Linked DNA regions of Mus musculus: region 2 is linked to region 1. A link is a contact called in public Hi-C data. All regions are on one chromosome and are shown on one strand. The core of a region is the stretch at or near the end of the contact, and the rest is flanking DNA. Distances in the headings are between cores, read along the strand shown. Region 1 overlaps Ank (progressive ankylosis). Region 2 overlaps Trio (triple functional domain (PTPRF interacting)).

The links. Hi-C and Micro-C count contacts between places; a contact is called where the count stands out from the background.
Region 2: a contact with region 1 is called in a Hi-C map of cerebellum, with 1.6 times the contacts expected there. The contact joins two enhancer-like sites. A contact is called at or near these places in 1 of 484 Hi-C or Micro-C datasets (cerebellum) and 1 of 115 datasets of contacts at active chromatin or transcription factors (pancreatic cancer cells).

Annotation. Positions count from the first base shown.
Region 1 is chr15:27,485,822-27,490,067 of GRCm38.p6, forward strand. All of the region lies in intron 1 of Ank (progressive ankylosis), which reads left to right. Among named protein-coding and RNA genes, the nearest start is that of Ank, 21 kb to the left of the region's middle. Within about 2 kb of position 2,415, at least 36 of the 459 cell types and tissues checked have an H3K27ac peak or open chromatin away from gene starts, as enhancers often do. A contact at or near this core is called in cerebellum, where this site is marked.
Region 2 is chr15:27,935,775-27,940,020 of GRCm38.p6, forward strand. All of the region lies in intron 1 of Trio (triple functional domain (PTPRF interacting)), which reads right to left. Among named protein-coding and RNA genes, the nearest start is that of Gm29975, 57 kb to the right of the region's middle. Within about 2 kb of position 1,982, at least 220 of the 459 cell types and tissues checked have an H3K27ac peak or open chromatin away from gene starts, as enhancers often do. A contact at or near this core is called in cerebellum, where this site is marked.

The DNA.
Region 1 (4,246 bases), core at 1,165-3,664:
GGCACAGTTCCCTCTGATACACAGCATATGTACCACTTTCTTAAAATGTAATCGTAGTGTGAAAAAAAAAAAAACCAACCCTGTGATGCGGGCTCTCTGGACTTTAGTTGCCAGTTCCTTCTGGCACACAGCACAGTCCCCGGCCTTTCAGCACCTTCTCATAAGTCAAGTCTGTTTAAAGGGTTTTTTTTTTCTTTCCTGCCAAGCATTCATTAGTTTCAGATTGAGTTACCCCGGTTGCCTCTGGGATGAATCCCTTTCCTCTCCTTAGCATTCAGCTCCAGGGGAGGCAGAGGAGTCCCACTGATCCCACCCCACCCTTCTGAGACGTGCTGCAGTGCCTCTGTCTTACATGGACTGCCATGCACTGTTCCTCCTCCCCTCCTCCGTCTTCCCATGATCCCCTAGGGCAGGGCTGCTGTGTGACATCAGCACACCCCTTGTCCATAGGGGTCTTCTCCTACAGACTCTGCATGCAGTAGGAACTTCAGATGGGCTTGCGTAAGTCAAAGAGTGAAGGAAAATCATGGAAGTGTCTGGCGCTGATTTATAGTTCAGACACACCCATCTCTGTCACACAGAGCCTGTTCTTCTCTATGAATGGAGGGTCAGTGAACCAACTTTCTTAGATGTTTCCCCAAACAAACGCATGGACACACCCTGGTAACCCTGGTGTGTGCATTAAGCTCAGGGTGTACACTAGGAAAGGTGAGGATACTTTGAGGTATAAGCAAAATAATACCAGCACGGAGGGATGGCTGGGACTTGTTTGTCGGTCTCACATCTGCTTCTAATGTCTGCTGAAACCGGCTGCTTTGTGCAGCCATTCTGCAACGTGCACACAGCACACAGGGTCTAACTGTGTAGCCTCAGTTGGCCTTAAGCTTGCCTCAGCCTTCTGAGATTGCCGATCACCAGTGTGGACACCATACTCGGTTTGAAAACAATTTTATTATTGTGTTCAGAGGAGAAGGTTTTTCTAGTGAGATAAAGCCTGTTCTTTAAGAGGCAGTTTCTCTTGAGGGAACAGAGTCAGCAGGCACAGGTTTCAGTCCCAGAGGGTCCATCGCAGGGAAGCCAGGTAGGAGGTGGTAAAGGATATAGAGAAGGCTTACAATCAGGAGCCCTTCTTGGAGCTTCCCTCTCCCATAGCTAGGAAGTGCCTTAATAAATAGCAGTCGCTTTTTGTGCAGGCAGTGTGAACAGTGGTCGTTTGGGGACAATCTGTGTGTGGGGGTGACACTGGAGGGACATAATCCTTTTGGTGTGAGGATTCTATTTTCTCACCATTACACAAAGAGAAAGAGCGTGGTCAGAAATAGAACCAGAGTGCCCTCCTCCCCGCCCCCTCCCCCCAGCTTTCTACGAGGCAACGAAAGAGAAATGTATCTGGGGCTCACCTGTGTGGTGAGGATCCGATCCCACAGAACAGAAATCTGATATGCTAGGCTGCCACCAGGGCGCAGGTGCATGTCTGGTGGGGGTGGGGTGCAGAAATAAGTGTGGTGTGTTTAAATATACAGATCTGTTTTGTAAACGAAAGCTCCCCTCCCTCCCTCCCTCATTAGTGCTTTAAGAGCAAATGTTTCCTTACGGAGATTATTAAGCCATTGGTTACACAACCTTGGCAGCATTTTGGTGGTTTTCTTTTGAGGTCGCCATCAGCCCCAAACTAAAATATTTACACACTGGTTGAAATAGGCTAGATAATGTTAAACAAGGAATGCGGTGTAAAACCGAGACCTTAGAAAGTGAAGTGTGGATTTGCCCTGAAGGTGATAGTGAGACTTCTAAACTGATCCTGTAACCTTCTGGGAGATGGGACAGTGGGTCAGCCTTACAGTGGTTCTCAATTCCACACAGTTGCATATCTTCGTGGTTTCCCAGAGTGAGGAATAATCTTATGTATGTGCTGCTGTTTTTCCTGGGAGTAGACAACACAGTGGCATGAAAACACCTTTCTCTCTCCTTCTCCTGTTTGATGGTGTCAGGGTTTGTGCTCTGGCCTTCTGGAGAGAGGCGGGGGGTGGGGGGAGGTCAATGTAACCAGCCATCTTTTAACAGACTGGAAGTCATTTGTAACTCGGTCTTCTTCAGAATACATTCAGTCCATGCTTGGTAACTATTACAGCTTATTGAAGAAGAAAAAAAAAAGGTGCAATAGCGATGAAGATTTCCTCCTTTCTAGAATGCAGTGATAAGCCTAAAAATTGAATAAGAACCCTCACTGGGTTTTCTACTGTCAATTTCCTAGAGTCTCGTAGTGCGTGAACGGTGGTTGTCTGCAAGCATATGTTTGTTCCATATTGAGTAGGAGAAAAATCTCTTTATCCTAAGATTGTCAGGGAGGCTGGCTCCAGAGCAAGCAGACTCTTCCAGCCCCACCGTGCTTTGGAAGCCTGGGCATCGGCAGCTTGTGACTCCCCGCCACGCCCACAGCAGTTGTTAGGATCTGAAGGCACGGACCTGCTCTGAGCCAGATCACAGGAGGACCCTGGAAGCCTTCCGTGCCTGCCTTTGTCTGATCTTTCTTCGCCTTGTGGTTCTGTGAGCAAGCTCCCTGCCTTTAGGTAGGTGGCAGGTCCCTAAGGGCCCAAGGGTAGTCACTTTCTTCAGCAGCCCTGCATCAGCTGCACATCACTGGCCTCCTCTACAAAGGAGTCTTTGTTAGAACCAGCCAGGGCCTTCTCTTTCCTTATCTTCCCCACGATTTTGTTACTATCTACCTATTCATTCATTTGGTGGCTTACTTCCCTTCCTCAGTGTGATGGGAGCTCTGCATTGAGTGGGTAACTGGCTTCCTCCCTCTCCTGGCAAATTGCACAGTGCTGAGGAAAAGGGGCTGATCATAAGACAGCCTGTAAGACGATGGCCAGAGCCAACGGCTTTCCCTTCATGCTTAGCAGTTCTTCTCATTAGGTGTCAGGAGTGTGTGTCTGCGTGTGCATGTGCATGTGTGTGCACGCGTGCATACCCGCTCTTGTGCACTTTGTGTTAGTACTTGGTTGGTGTTGAATGATACGTTTTTGGTAGAAATGACCCCAAACAGTATCAGTTGACTACCTAAGTCTTTCTGTTTACTCTTGAGCTACCATCCCTTTACCCACACAGGAAACAATAGCAAGGCTGCAGATACTACCCAGCAGTGAAATGCATAGGCCCTAGGCTCATTCTCCAGCAAAGAAGAAAGGGAGGGAGGGAGAGAGCGAGGGAGGGAGGGTGGAAGAAGAGAAGAAGGGAGAAATCCTTTTATAAGTGATGGGATAAAAGTCACATACAACTGACTATTAGGCAAGCTCCCAGGTCCGTGTGTCTCGGCCTGTTCTCCACAGGTTGTGCTCCCCACGTGTGCCTGAGGAGTGGGCTCTAGATGTTCCTGCGTCCCTTCCGTTCTATATAGAGAGTGATAGGAAATTCACACACACTTAGAAATACTGTCTGACACACTTGACTCATAGGAGTGATTGTGTGTGTGTGTGTCTTTTGTTTTTGAGACATCTTATATAGCCCTGGATAACTCCACTCTTCCCCATTCTGCAATCCCAAGTTGTGGAATCACAGGAGAAAACCAACAGGCCCAGCTGGGAGTAGTATTCCTAGACATTTGTGTGACAGACTTTAAACTTTTAAAATAACTATCTTCCTTCTGGTTCTCTTTGCACTGCCTTCTCTTCACAGTCTTTCTTAGTGTTTACAGTGAGCCAGACAGCCAGGTTCTGTGGCACAGGTCTTTAATCCCAGCACCCAGGAGGCAGAGACAGTAGATCGCTGAGTTCGAGAACAGCACGGTGCACTTAGTGACTTCTAGGGCACATAAAGCTAAGTACAGAGACCCTTCTTTCAAACACATCAAACCAGACTGTGGCCAGCAATGGCAACTTCGCCCCTCAGTACAGTGGAGTTTCAGGTACAAGGAGATGGAAGAAGCCTTAGCCCCATTTCCTCATCTCAGCTAAAGTCTTCCACATCTGCTAATTAAATGAAGGTCTAGATCAACACCCGCTTTCTTTATTGGCTGCCCTCCATTCTCCTTTCCCTCCTCGCCCACTTAAGTAAACAGGAGTAGAACTGCGTGAAGAAGTTACCAATACAATAGATGGGTGAGAATTTCCTCCTCCTGGGGGGAGTAGTTTTAAGGAGAAAATAGTTCCAAACACTATGGCTCCCGTCTTCCCTGGAAGATGTTTCCAGAAACACAGCTGTCTGAGGCGAAGGCAGAGAGCTTGACCCACCTTACAAAGGCGTT
Region 2 (4,246 bases), core at 732-3,231, 450 kb after region 1:
AAACCTAATGGACGGAGCCAAGGACTCAGGAAGCAGAAGGTCACCACATCCTCCCTCCTCCCACAAGACTCTTCAGTTCACAGAGAAACCTTTTCAAAGAAACAATGCAGCCCAATATACCCAATGTGCATGCGGCCTTGGGAAGGAGACGAGGCACAAGGGCCAGGTGGGAAGACTGCACACTGTGCTACAAGCCTTCCTCCCCACATCTATTCCCCACCCTCTGTCCAAATTCTCCAGCAAGGAGGGCTCTTTGGGGACCTGGGATCAAGGGGATCTGATTCCTGATTTATAGGAGTTATTTCTGTCACTCTGTGTGCAGCCCATAAGTACTAACCAAAATTAGTCCAATGCCACTCACTTATCGGCAAGGTCCCTGGAGACGCTGGGCCAACAGCCTGGGCTGTCTCATTGTGGTTTTAGAAGCTGCTTTGCTAATGCGATCCAGATGTTTGCACTTCAAAAACTGTCGCCATGACATCAATGGAGCCCTATCATTCTTTTAAGATTTATTTTGTCTGTGTGTGTGTGTGTGTGTGTGTGTGTGTGAATTTGACAAAAACTAGGGTAAATCTGAGAAATGACCTTTAGGCAAGTCTATGAGGCTTTTCTTGATTCGTTACTGATGAAGGAGTGCCCAGTTCATTATGGGCAGTGCCACCCCTGGACATGCAGTCCTGGCATGTCTAAGAAACAAGCTAAGCAAGCCATGAAAACTGAGGCAGGAGGCAGTGGTATCCCATGGTCTCTGCTTCTGCTCTTTCCCTGGAACCCCTCAACTGATGAGGGTAACCGCTAAATCAAATCAACCATTTCTGCCCACAGTTGCTTTTCGTCAGCATTTTATCACATAAACAGGAGACAAACTAAAACAGCGTGCCTGTGTGTATGCGTGTAGACTACATGTGTGCCAGGGCCCACAGAGACTGGGAGAGGGTGTCAGATCCCCTGGAACTGGAATTACAGGTGGTGTAAGCCACTTGATGTGGGTGCTTGGAACTGAACCTAGGACCTTTGTGAGAGCTGCAATGAGCTTTTTCACCAGCCCCACCTTGCAGCCACCTAAATCTTCTGATGGTACCACCTGGTCATTAAACTAATACCACTGGGAAAATTAAACCCTTGTATATAGCGCTAGTTTGCACAACTAAGCCTCAGTTGTGGTGGGTTCACAGACCCAGAGACTACTGACTTATTGCAGAAGGCGGCAAGCCTGAATGTGTGGATCAGTGTCTTTCTAGCCCTTCTTTGACTCCTCTGTGGAATCACTTTAGGCTTGGAAGGGCCACAGCAATCATTTCCTCTCTCCTGGCTGCAGTTTCTTCCTGGGTGAGTCATGCATTTCGGAGAATCGTTGGAGCATTCAAAGAGAAAATGCATGCAAGCATCTTGCACCGGAGCTGGGCGGAATGTGGCACAGCTCACAGCAGCTGTCATGTGGCTATGACTGCCACGGGATGCAGTCACGACAGTGGAGAGGGGCATGGCCAGAGGCAGCGCACACGGCGGGGGTTCAGGTGTCGGAAAGGATGTGCTTGTATGGACATCCAGCTGAATACCCTTGAGCATCTGTCTCCTCCCCTCTCCAGCACACATCTCTGCTGGCCCTTCCCTCAACCAGTCACAGCAGAGCAAGGGAAAAGAGAGAAGCAGAAAGTCCAGAGGTTTTCTCTTCTAATAATGAAGCAAGTGGTTGCTATTGGCAACCAAACATTCCTGCCCTGCCCCCATCACCACTCAAGGAGACTCCGCTGCTTTGCACACTCTGGTCATTTTTCTGGTTATGATTTCCACCAGTGCAATCCCTCCTTGCGAGCAGGATAGCCTTGTTCACATTCCTGTGACCCCATGTGAAGGGCAGCCTGACAAAGGAAAAGCAATTTAATTACAAATGCGCGGCTGCAAGAAACCAATAGGGCCGTGGCAGCACAGAGGTATCTGTGTGAAGACAGTGACGGCATGCTGGCCACGTGGCCAGAGCTAAAGGGATTACATCATCTCCTTTGTGCGAGGATGAACTGCAGGAGGGGCTGTTCAGTGCTGCAAGCACCACAGGGAGCTGCAACGGAGAGCTGCGCTTCTGTGGAAAGTCGCCCTTATTTGTCTTCCGTGTCGAAAATAAAAACATGTCCCCCAAAGACGATATAATCAAGCAGGTTGGATTTTTCTAGCGGTTCATATTCATCGTTTCCCTGTGTCTTGTCTAATGCACTGTTTCGAGACTGGAGCGGTCTTGGGAGGAAGGTAGGACAGTTCTCCTCCCACTGCGCACAGACTCTCAGTTCCCCACACTGTGTGGCGTTCACTGCCAACAGAGACGGAAGAGCTGGTGTTAGGGAGGAGAGCTGGGCACATCCCCACGCAGGGCAACTTCTGTTCTCATTTACAGTGACTCCATTAAATTATAAACAAACAAACAAACAAACAAACAAACAAATAAATGAAAGCCGGGGTGGGGATGGGGGAAGGCGCCAGCCCAGAATGATGTTATTACCAAGAAGCCTGCTCACAAAATGTATCCTGTAAGCAAACACACCTGCCGCTAACGGTCATTCAAAACCTCGTCCAGCAGAGCAGCACAGGATCTGTGCCTACGGGTCATTTAGTGTGATCTCGACAAATGCAAATTAAACTTACAGAACAGAATAAAGGACGTCAGAACCCGCAGACACACACTCCATTGGTGATTCCCTCTTCCACAGACAGCCCAGTGAGTGCTGGGTACTCACTCAGTAAATAAGGAGGCCCAGCAGCTGGCTGGCATAAGTTTATAACAACCACCTCAGCCACCTCAGGATCACAGGATGGCCCTAGAACCAGAAATAATCCGCAGCCATTCCATGCCCAGGTCTGGTTTACAGAGCTGTCGTGAGAATCCTGTGTATGCACCTGCCTTGGGAAGAACAGCAGAAGCCTGAAGCCAGACAAGGGCAGTTTTGCAAGGCTGTCTACCCCAGCCTGTAAACACCTGAAGAGAGAACTGCATCCCCGTCACCAGGGTCCCTGTGCTTCACCTATGCAGTCTCCAGCTCAGAGCACCTGGAGGGGAATCAGACTCACAGGAAAGAACATCATTTTAAGGAAGTCAGCCTCTGGAAGCACACCCAAGAACTACCGCACCTTAATAAACTCCTTAGAGTCTCTAAGCAGGCTTGCCCTAAGCACTAACAGGCAAGCCTTAAAACCCTGAACATAGTGCCTGGCACACTGTGCCACAACAGTGCCAACAAACGTCAGCTCTACTGAGGACCATCTGCTCCAAAACAGAGCCCAACTCAGGATAGGTGAGAGGGACCCAGAAGGCAGGAACGACCCTGCTCGATGCACAGAGAACAAGGCTGGACCTGGGATCCGTTGTCTGCCCCCATAAGGCCCTGGCTTCAAGGACGCTGCCAGGGCCCTGTGTGTATTTAATCTACACAGTCAACACACAATTAACCAGTTGAGTAATGAATGGCTTGAATCAATTCATCTAACCCTACTAATCTATTCAATGTCACTTTGAACTGGCAGCGGATGCTTCTGAAATACATCCAGCACACTTCCCTGTAGCAACACTAGACAAAAGGTTTTGCAGACAGGATGCTCATTAGCAGATGCTCAGGTCGCACATCCATGTCTAATTGTTTTAAAAATACAAATGGAGTAAAGCTACAGATATGCATACATGATTTCTCCAAAATCCTTTGCTCATTTATATTGGTATTTTGCCAGCTTCTAATGCTGGGGTTTCCTAAATACAAATACAAAATCCACTGATACTCCTTAAACTCAGAGGTCTAAGCAAAATTGTAACAAAATCCCACCTTTTTAGCAATATAATCAGTCTAACTTGTAAACTCTGTTGACAAAGTAACAAGTATTTTGATGTGTATAATAATAATAATAATAATAATAATAATATAAGCACACTGATAATAGATGATTGATAGATATAAACAGATAAGATAGATGCCAGATTGATGGATAGATAGATAGATAGATAGATAGATCATGTGTTCAACTTGTAAGAAAGAATCTACAATGAAATCATAAAATGTAGTGGATTTTCCGAAGAAAGTAAGATACAAAGAATCAAGTTTTTCTTCCCTATGTGAACAGGTTACCATAATAGGATTGAGAACTAACAAACCTCTCCTTGAAGCTGTGTTTTACCACCTTTCAACATAATGGAATCCTATGTCATTAAAACTATTCCTAATTCTGACTGATGATCTCCATAATTCTGAGGTTCATATTCACACAT